Regions from separate parts of the Cydia pomonella genome. Here region 1 is linked to region 2. A link is a contact called in public Hi-C data. All regions are on one chromosome and are shown on one strand. The core of a region is the stretch at or near the end of the contact, and the rest is flanking DNA. Distances in the headings are between cores, read along the strand shown. Region 1 holds the start of LOC133525962 (V-type proton ATPase subunit D). Region 2 holds the start of LOC133525952 (persulfide dioxygenase ETHE1, mitochondrial).

The links. A called contact is a pair of places that touch in the nucleus more often than the background predicts.
Region 1: a Hi-C map of whole body shows a contact between it and region 2, with 6 times the contacts expected there. The contact joins the promoter of LOC133525962 here to the promoter of LOC133525952 in region 2. A contact is called at or near these places in 2 of 2 Hi-C or Micro-C datasets (both in whole body).

What each region holds. Positions count from the first base shown.
Region 1 is chr15:14,756,789-14,761,635 of ilCydPomo1, reverse strand. LOC133525962 (V-type proton ATPase subunit D) reads left to right here and starts at 2,078. Exons shown (of 6, transcript XM_061862408.1): 1 at 2,078-2,229; 2 at 2,348-2,465; 3 at 2,638-2,785; 4 at 3,979-4,194; 5 at 4,715-4,845. The coding sequence starts at 2,189. It overlaps LOC133525960 (myoneurin-like), which reads right to left and starts at 1,632. Exons shown (of 5, transcript XM_061862405.1): 1 at 1,413-1,632; 2 at 1,110-1,299; 3 at 188-569. The coding sequence starts at 1,224.
Region 2 is chr15:14,219,184-14,223,988 of ilCydPomo1, reverse strand. It overlaps LOC133525952 (persulfide dioxygenase ETHE1, mitochondrial), which reads right to left and starts at 2,809. Exons shown (of 6, transcript XM_061862389.1): 1 at 2,601-2,809; 2 at 1,232-1,352; 3 at 216-360. The coding sequence starts at 1,351. LOC133525948 (tubulin-specific chaperone cofactor E-like protein) reads left to right here and starts at 3,667. Exons shown (of 9, transcript XM_061862384.1): 1 at 3,667-3,801; 2 at 4,072-4,363.

The DNA of each region.
Region 1 (4,847 bases), core at 829-3,328, 540 kb before region 2:
TTCTTGATTAATGAATTTTGTATAGTAATATTTAAATTGACATTTAACTGTTTTCGTTTAATTTTATGGTGAGATATACTTACTGCTTGGAAATCCTGTATACAAATATTAAAAAGATGGAATATTTGTCATGTTACGCATTATAAAAGTATGTATGAAACAATGAGCATTATCTAATTAGACATACCTTTTTGTCTTCTTTTTTGTGGCAGGCTCTTCAGTAAGATCCACACACTCATTTTCTGGATTAGAATCTTCTTCTTTTTTTATAACTCTCTTAATGGATAAATGTTTTAATTTGTCAATTTTCAACTTCAGTGGTTCCCCTAAAACATCATTAGTATCTTGGGGTTCGGTTTTAAGTGCACATACTTCTATTTCAATATCTGATTGGTCATTGTTGATGTCATTATAAGTATTGTTGTCCTCACAGGGCTCATGTTTTATTGGGATTAGCCCACTTTCTAGAACCTTGTGTGACTCCTTGTATTTTTTGATAAAAGCACAGACAGACTCTAAGGTGCTGTAACATACTATGCATATATTGCGGGGATATCCTTCAAGGTCCTCTACCTGTAAGTTATTTAAAGAAGAAGTATTATTATTGAGTCCCAATGGCATAAACAAAATCTTAACTCTCTCTGATCCAACAAAAACTACAAATTTAACCCTTTGAATGTCACACCTATAATGCTTGGCACATCATCATGAACCTTGTTTATATTGAGCTGTAGCCACATGCATCAGTCTTTGGAGGTCAAAGAGTTAATTGGTACTATAATTGGGTTAGTGGGTGGGGAAACAGGTATACATAAGAAACCATATCAAACAAGCACCTTAAGAAATAGCAGAAATACAGGTCTTGGGAACGTTTTATCGTCTATATCAATGTCTTCTTTCCAACAAGAATCTTATAAGAACATAGGTTTCGTAAGACAACTTATACTTTTCTTTAATCCTTTGAACCCTTCGCCTCGTGTGCGTCGCGCCATCATGAACCTTGACGCAATGCACGAAGGTTGATATTGGGATGTAGTGGCGTGCGTCAGTTGACGTTAAAAGGTTAAATTACGAAAGATCAGAAAACTGGTAAGTAGTAGTAGAAATACTCGCCTTTTCCCTAACACATAAAGAGAGTTTAGTATATACACTGTTTTCGTCTTTGCTATCAAATATTGATATATTGGCTCCTTCTTTTAAACAAACACGGCAGAGATTCTCCATGTTAAAGTATGGAATTTAATTGGACTCAACTCGGAATTTGTTTGTTGTTCATTATTTCCGCTTTATGGTTGCCGTCTGTAAAAAAAAGAATACGTTAGCCTAATTGATATAACCGGTCTTCGACAAACGATCTTCAATCGGTAAAGATTTATTGCAATAAATAAAATTACAATAGAAAAAAAAGCTACCTGCTCGACACTACGTGTAATATTCTGTGTCCCTATTTTGACGTAGTTTTTCGACACTGTATAAATTATAATAATTGAATTTGCTTATTCAGTCAAGTTGGCAGATAGTCGGTCGCTAAGGTCGTTTATTGACGGCTGATTACTCCATCCCAAACAAAAAGCAGGACAATATTTTGTATCTGCTTGGTTTGGCTAAGTTTGGTTTTGGTTGATTTGATTATTTGATTGCTGAATTTTTGACGTTTCGAAATAGAAAAATTCCTAAGCCCTAAATATCAAGCTTCATAAACGTCTTCTAATATTCATAAACTTTAATAATGTTTTAAGTAGCTATTTATTTCTTGTTTCAAAAGTATTTTAATTTTCAGATTTGGGGTTGGCTTTATCAGGAATACCGATAAAAATAAAATATTCAAATACATTAAGATGGTTCTTACTATATTTAACCACCTTCATAAACGCATGATGTCTATGACCGAAATTAGTTTTAAAACCTTGAAAGTTCTAATCCTACGGTATACAGCCACACAACACAATAATCTTACAAACCATTATGAAATACAAAATTTTACCTATAATTGTTTTTTATTTATTAAAACCAATTGATTTCTATACAATAGCTTTATTTAATCATTTGTAAAAAAAAAAATCATAACTCAAATTATGACGAGATCACAAGACCAAGCATAGACAACACTTTTATCAACCAACTTGTCTTCTGTCATCAGGTGATTGGGAGTGAGGAATTCTGAAAAGGGATAAATTCGTAAATCAATATGTCTGGGAAAGATAAACTACAAATTTTCCCTTCTCGGGGGTAAGTATTTAGCGCTACATTAAGTTTTTCAGGACATAAAACAGTCGCGTAAAAACTAGACCAATAACAGGGTGGTACCATAATTTCTGTATATAATCAATGTATCTTGGATTTTCAGAGCTCAGATGTTAATAAAGGCCCGTCTGGCCGGAGCTGTTAAGGGCCATGGTCTCCTCAAGAAAAAGGCTGATGCCTTGCAAGTGAGGTTCCGTATGATCTTGGGAAAAATCATTGAGGTAAGTCTTGTATATCTCTTGTTCTCAGTTTTCTGCGTAATACCTATGTCTTACTATACTGAAACTTGCTTTAAATAGCGGGAATTTCTTAAACAATAAAGACTGAAAGCAATTATTTGAGGACCTTGAATTATATTGAATATTGCTTAATGGGTAACCTTTTTTTCATTAGACAAAGACCCTTATGGGTGAAGTGATGAAGGAAGCAGCGTTCTCCCTGGCTGAAGCAAAGTTCACGACGGGAGACTTCAACCAGGTGGTGTTGCAGAATGTGACCAAGGCACAGATCAAGATCCGTTCCAAGAAAGACAATGTTGCTGGTAGGTACATTCTATACATAAATGTATAACAATTTGCAACAAATTTGAGAAGATATAGCTTACTGTTGTCAATTAATAATAACTGCCAGATGGATGAAATAATTGTAATTAAAAAAAAACAAGTTAGTGATAATTTTACTATTGCTTAGTACCCATAGTACAAGCTTTGCCTAGTTTGGGGCTCGGTTGATCTGTGTAAGATAGTCCCCACATACTTAATTATTTGTTTATTTTCTAAAAAATATTTATGCATTTGTTATTTAGAACTTACACAGGAATCTACATTAACAAAAACTTTTTCAATAGCTGGGTCCACACAGAGCGAGCATACGCACAAGGCTATCTCCTGGACGTGGACCCGGCTATTTGTGTAAAGTATTGCAAGTTACCATTAAGTTAAGCCCCTTACATTGGCTAGTTAACGTTTTAGTAGTAGTTAGGTTGATAATCCTCTATCAAAAACACAGATACAATTTCTATTAGATTGTTATTCTGTCTTTTATCTTATTTCGTACAAAATCGATTCTTTGTTTGAGAATAATGAAACCTTTATATTCATAAATTTTTTGCCATAGTCTAAAACAGCATTAATTTTGATATTCAAATGTTTTATATACTTAAATATATGGCAGTGAGATATTACTAATATTCTAAAACAGCATTAATTTTGATATTCAAATGTTTTATATACTTAAATATATGGCAGTGAGATATTACTAATATTCTAAAACAGCATTAATTTTGATATTCAAATGTTTTACATACTTAAATATATGGCAGTGAGATATTACTGTTTGCTATTCATAATTCAAACATTTCATAAAATATTTTTGTTTTATATTTAACTCTTTTCTTGGTAACATACTCATTTGCACACAAATTATTCTCAAAAACCGCAAAAATGTCTGATGCCATATATCAAAGACAGTTAGTTATTTATTATAAATTTGTGTTTTACAAGTAGTCACACCGCACGTACACACATGCACGCACGTACTGCTCGCCCTTATAGTTGGAAGCCAAAGATGCCTAAGGTGGCATGTAGTCGAGACATTGGCATGGGCCGTTAGCCTCAATAGCTCTAGATGGCAGCTCGAATCCAGCCTCCGCCACTAGATGGCTTAGTAACTTTTTCTTTAGTGTAATCATGATCTATTTCTAAACTATTTATGTATTATTAATTCTTTTCCCAGGTGTCACACTGCCGATCTTCGAGTCATATCAAGACGGTTCAGACACGTACGAGCTCGCGGGTCTCGCGCGCGGTGGTCAGCAACTCTCGAAGCTGAAGAAGAACTTCCAGAGTGCCGTCAAACTGCTGGTCGAGCTTGCGTCACTCCAGACCTCGTTCGTCACTTTAGATGAAGTCATCAAGATCACTAACAGGCGTGTCAACGCTATTGAGCACGGTAAGTTCAAGCTAAACTATACTTAACCTTCCCAATGTTGTAAGAGGTTACCTTACAATTGATGCTCAATGTCAGCCATGAATCTTTCAAGTACAAGCTGAATTAAAATTTAAAAAATATAAAATCACGACGATAGATGTCTTCTTGCACCTCCCTAAAGAGTGTAAACATGGAAGGAAGTGATGGAAAGATTCACTGGGCTCAAGTAAGCTTTTGGTGGCTTTCGGTGGATTGGATTGGACTACCATCTTAGAAGGTCGCAAGTTTAATTGTGATATGAGATGTTGAATTTTTCTTTTTCTGTAAACCTCGAATTTTGTTAGCATACTGCTTTGCTTGGAATAAAATGAAATATTCGGTTGGGGCAAAAACTTTTTTGGTATGATTTAATATTATGCATTTTGGCTGTGGACATAATAAAATAAACTGACTATAAGTCAAATTTTCATACTTTATCCTTAAACACAACTTTCTACTGATTTTCCCGGACGTTTTTGACCCGTATTTTTTTTTATTTCAGTAATCATCCCGCGACTGGAGCGTACTCTGGCGTACATCATCTCCGAGTTGGACGAGCTGGAGCGTGAGGAGTTCTACCGGCTCAAGAAGATCCAGGACAAGAAGAAGATCATTAAGGACAAAGCGGAAGCGGT
Region 2 (4,805 bases), core at 1,560-4,059:
TCCATAATTGCGTAATGTCCACATGGAATAACTTCAGTAACTTGTCATTAAATACATGGGGAAATAAAATTTCAATTCCCAAAATGGAAATTTTATTTGTCTTGTGAAATGTTGAATATACGGGAATTCATAGAACTTTTTGGGAACTTTCCAAAACTTGCACATCTGTACTCGTGCGTGGCTGGGTCGCCGTGTAACATACAACAAGCACTCACTGGCATAGACGAGCTTGTAGCCTAACTCCTGTAGTAATGTGGCATCTCTCTCTGCGTGTTCGATAACTGGGTCTATGAGGATAGCTTCGCGCGTGCTATTGTCGCCTAGAATGTAGGTGTACGTGCTGGATGCTGTGTCGAATAGCTGGAAAAAAATAAGAAATATATTAAAAACGAAATAAAAACGAAGGCAGGAAAACATAGACAACGCACGATTCACAGCATGATATCATTATCATTGGTATCATGCCGTGAATCGTATGTTGTCTAGGTGAACACACAATTTTAGGGTGTGTGATCAGTTGATCACACCGGTTTAACAAGTAGCAAATGTGCCTAGGCCTCTGGCAATATCGCGGGCAGGGGCTAGTTGTACAAGAATGATTACCTATAATTTGTGCATGGCAACTAAAGAACTCCGTCATCGCACGTTGCAACATAATTAGCCACACGGCACCAAGGTTGCTATGTACTTCACAAATGGTGCTAATCTTGAGACCAGTAAATAAAACTAAACATCTTCAAACATTATAACTTTATAACTACTGCTAAGAGTCTGTCCAGCATTTGAACGCACATTTATAACTCAATCATAAATTGAACTGTTATAGCTTTAGTAGATTATTATCGTAAACAACATTCCACACAACATAAAGTAGCTAATCAAGGCTAAAAAAGATAAAAGTAACATAAAACTAGAATACTTATTTAATTTACTTTCTAACAAACAGATCAGAAACTTAAATTAAATGAGAATTACAAATGGGTGTTAGCTCTTGATAATTATAATAAATGATAATAATTACACTTTACGAGATAAATAATTCTCTCCAATTGCTTAAAGGTTAACTGGAAGAGATCCCTTAAAGGATATATTCACCTTTGTACAAATGTACATGTGCCATTTGTCTGGTTGTGTTTGTGTTTTTTTTTATTTATATAAAAAAGTCTTATTACTACTAAATATTTGGCATTAAGCTGCTCACTAATAAATAGTACAAAAATAATGAACTTACTTGTCTAAAAAAAAAGTTAGATCCCTTGTCCATGCTTGAAGCAAACCTTGTTTGCATAGCCGGCCGCACCAGCAAACGCACTGCCTTTGCTGTCTTCATTCCAATTGTCAGTGTCACCATCCTGCCGAGATAATATCTAACTGTAACAGCTGCATAGTCATTGTTTATTGTTATGTTGAATAATATTAGCATTGAAGCAACAAACGTGTCACTGTCTTATGATAAAAAAACAAACACTAAGCATTCATAGCAAAACGCTGATTATAGAAAAATATTGCCCTGACTGGGGCACAGATGGAATACACCAAAAAATAAGCTAGGCACTTAACTCTGATTTAAAATAGCAATAGCAATGAAAAATGGTAATTATCTTATTATGTATACAAATTTTTCATTGGTCTTGACTATTTTTTAAATTAAACAATTAGAAAAAAATACAAATATTTTTCAAGTACTACATGTTTTCAAACTTGCTACTTACGTGACTATCAACTTAGACAGCACAGTATTTACTGATAAATATAATGGGACATTGTTCTTGCTCAAATTATAGGTATTGAGAGGACAATGTATGACTCACAGAATAACATTTTATTGCTAAGCAATCTCGAGTCAAATAGCTTTAGCATTACAATAAAAACTAATATTTATTTAATTTGCTTTTAAAAGTACATGCATTTTGTATAATTTAGTTTTTTTAATTATATTATTATAATCAGTTATACATACCACTTACAGACTAGTCCAACATGTAATATATATTACATTAAAAAAAAACGAAACATTGGCAATAATACTAAGTACATAAAATATAAAAACACTACTTAACTGAAACTCTCAAGTTACTTAAATCTTATTTCTTCTCCAACTCGGTACACCCAACTGTACCAAGTACAAATAGTGTTGGGTACATCAACTGATAAAATGCATATAAGTACCCCATAGATGTAATTCTATTAAAAAGTAATATTGATGTGGTGACAAGGTACAAAGGTATCCTAACTTTTCAACCCACCACACATCTTTTTTGAGTGCTTATATGGAATTTGGCTCTGACGCTGACTGCGGGATCTGGATATAGAAGATCCTCGCATTATGGTAGCAATGAATCATAAGTTTTGTCTGTACATCAATATTTTGAAATTCCTTATAGGTGTGTTGGCGTAAACTGTAAATTTATAATAAAAATTTGTAAATAATATACAAACTTTTTCCTGTGTTAATTACTTTTATCTATAACTGAAATTACCAAACCCAAGAAAATTCAAAACAACAAAATGAAATACGTATCTATAATAAAATACATCTACACACAACAATAAACATAAATATGTACCTTAATAAAAACTTGTTCAAATAAAATAAATACCTGAAGTTCCAATTTGTTCTCCAGATTTAATTGTTCTGCTGGGCAATTCAGGTAGACAGTAACGACTGCTCAATGTCGTGTTTGCTGTTGCTTGTAAAACTTATCGTTTATGTAACACTTATCGCATTCTTTTGATAATTTGCTTTGATCTGATTGTTGTAGTGTCGTCTTCATCACACCGGGCATGGGTCATCTTATAACACTTGACACTGACAAGTTGACAATGACAACAGTGACAACTAACAGTGACAGATTTACTCGTCTGGCTGAATGCGCCAGGAGCGCGAAGCCATTAAAAAAAAAAAAAAAAAAAAAAACAGTGACAGTGACAGCTACACTTCAGTGTTGCAACAAATATATCCTAAAATTCCCTCATTTTAGGTAGGTATATAGATTTAGTCTCCCTACAGGCTACGGTACTTTACTCTTTGGGCTACGACGTAGATGACTGCGCTGCCAAGCTGGTGAAATTTCAATTTTATTAATATAGTCTGTCAAACCATTTCCGTCAGTAGAAAAAGCGGTAAATTTGAAAAATGTAGGCGCGAAGGTTGGTCGTCCCATAGAAAATTTGAAATTCGCGCCTTTTCTTACTGACAAACATGTTTGACCGGGTAAATTTGGATCGCAATATACCAAAAAGGAAATAAGAAAGGAGATGCAACACGATAATTTGGGTTCCATTAGGCGTCATTAAAATATCACTTGCTCTAGGCTACCAAAATCACCACAGACATATTTTTATCTAACTGATCTAACTCTATCTGCCTTTCTATCGCCGATTTTCCTCTTTTCGCATCCTCAGTCCGCGGTCCTCAGTATTATCCTAGGTCCTAAGTATTCAATGGTTATATTCATTCTATACACTATTACTGTCCCAAAAGAAAGGGAGGAGTATAGTTTTTTGTTTTAATTTACTTAAAAATTTCATTCGCCTTCAGCTGATATCAACCTGATAATTATAGTCGGCGAACAAAATTTGTCGGCATACATACGTAACTTTTTTTATTTAAACCTACTTTTATATGTAAACAATACTTCTTTGTTCATATTTATTTTTTATTTATTTTGACTGGAAACAGACGTCAGAAAATTAACGCTTTGAAAACAGGAAATGTAAAAACGATAAAAAAAACTTCAAATGCAGAGTATAATACATTTTAGGCAAACATTGAGAAAATCTGGGGTGGGAAATCTACACGTACGTAAAAAAAAAAATCTTAATATTTATCATTGTGTGCTTCATTTTGTTGTATTCCTATTTCATAACACACGTGGTTTTACATGATGCCTACTCGCTCTTGCTGCAGTGCTCAGCTGGTAGCGTCATTGACCCCCTTCATCCCCACTATAGCCAGTCGATACCTCGGCGTCGTACACACGAGCGTCGAGAGCCATTAGTGTGCGTGCGGGCTGCGCCGCGCTCGCTTGCTATTGATGTAAACATTGACTGTTGTCATTTTGGTTTCAGTGCGTTACCAAGATCGTATGGGACTCTTATTAGATGCAATAAAACATGTGAACATCTGTCACCCTACAATCATATAAGAATTACAGTGCTCATGTAACCCACACCCGCACAATTTTGACGAAGTGTTAATCTTTGTTTACATAACAGTGTTTTTTGTTGCTCCTATACCAAAGGATTTCATAGGAACCAAACTCGAATTATGTAGATTTTTGTTTTATTCGACAAATTGATGAGAACGTGATTGACAAATTATATTTTGGATTTTATCTGAATAGCTGCTACACTTCATAGGGTGAGTACACATAGATTAGTTACAGTACTACCTCTAGTGACCTATAAAAGACCCAGTTTAAAAACCTGAGTTGTTTTTTATTTGTTTTTTCTTTATCATTACTGCATCGCACTGGCCAGTTAAAACCAGTTTTACGGCTATGGCTGATAGTCAAGTGCCGCTATTCTATATAAACTACAAGGCATTTCCTTGTTCTAGGTGACTAGGTACGCCGTTAATCGCGCGATAAAAAAAATAAACAACGTGCGAAGGACGAAGTGTTGGTTCTTTTGTTTTCTTTGCACGAACCAGATTTTCCCATCACTAAAAGATAATTTTCAAAATGTCCCAACCTTTTGCGGATGATTGTTTCGATTAAAGCACTTTAGTACGTACTTGTAGTTGGGAAAAACGTTGTCATTCATGTTTAGTGAATGGGTTCCGCGACTCAAATCACTATACT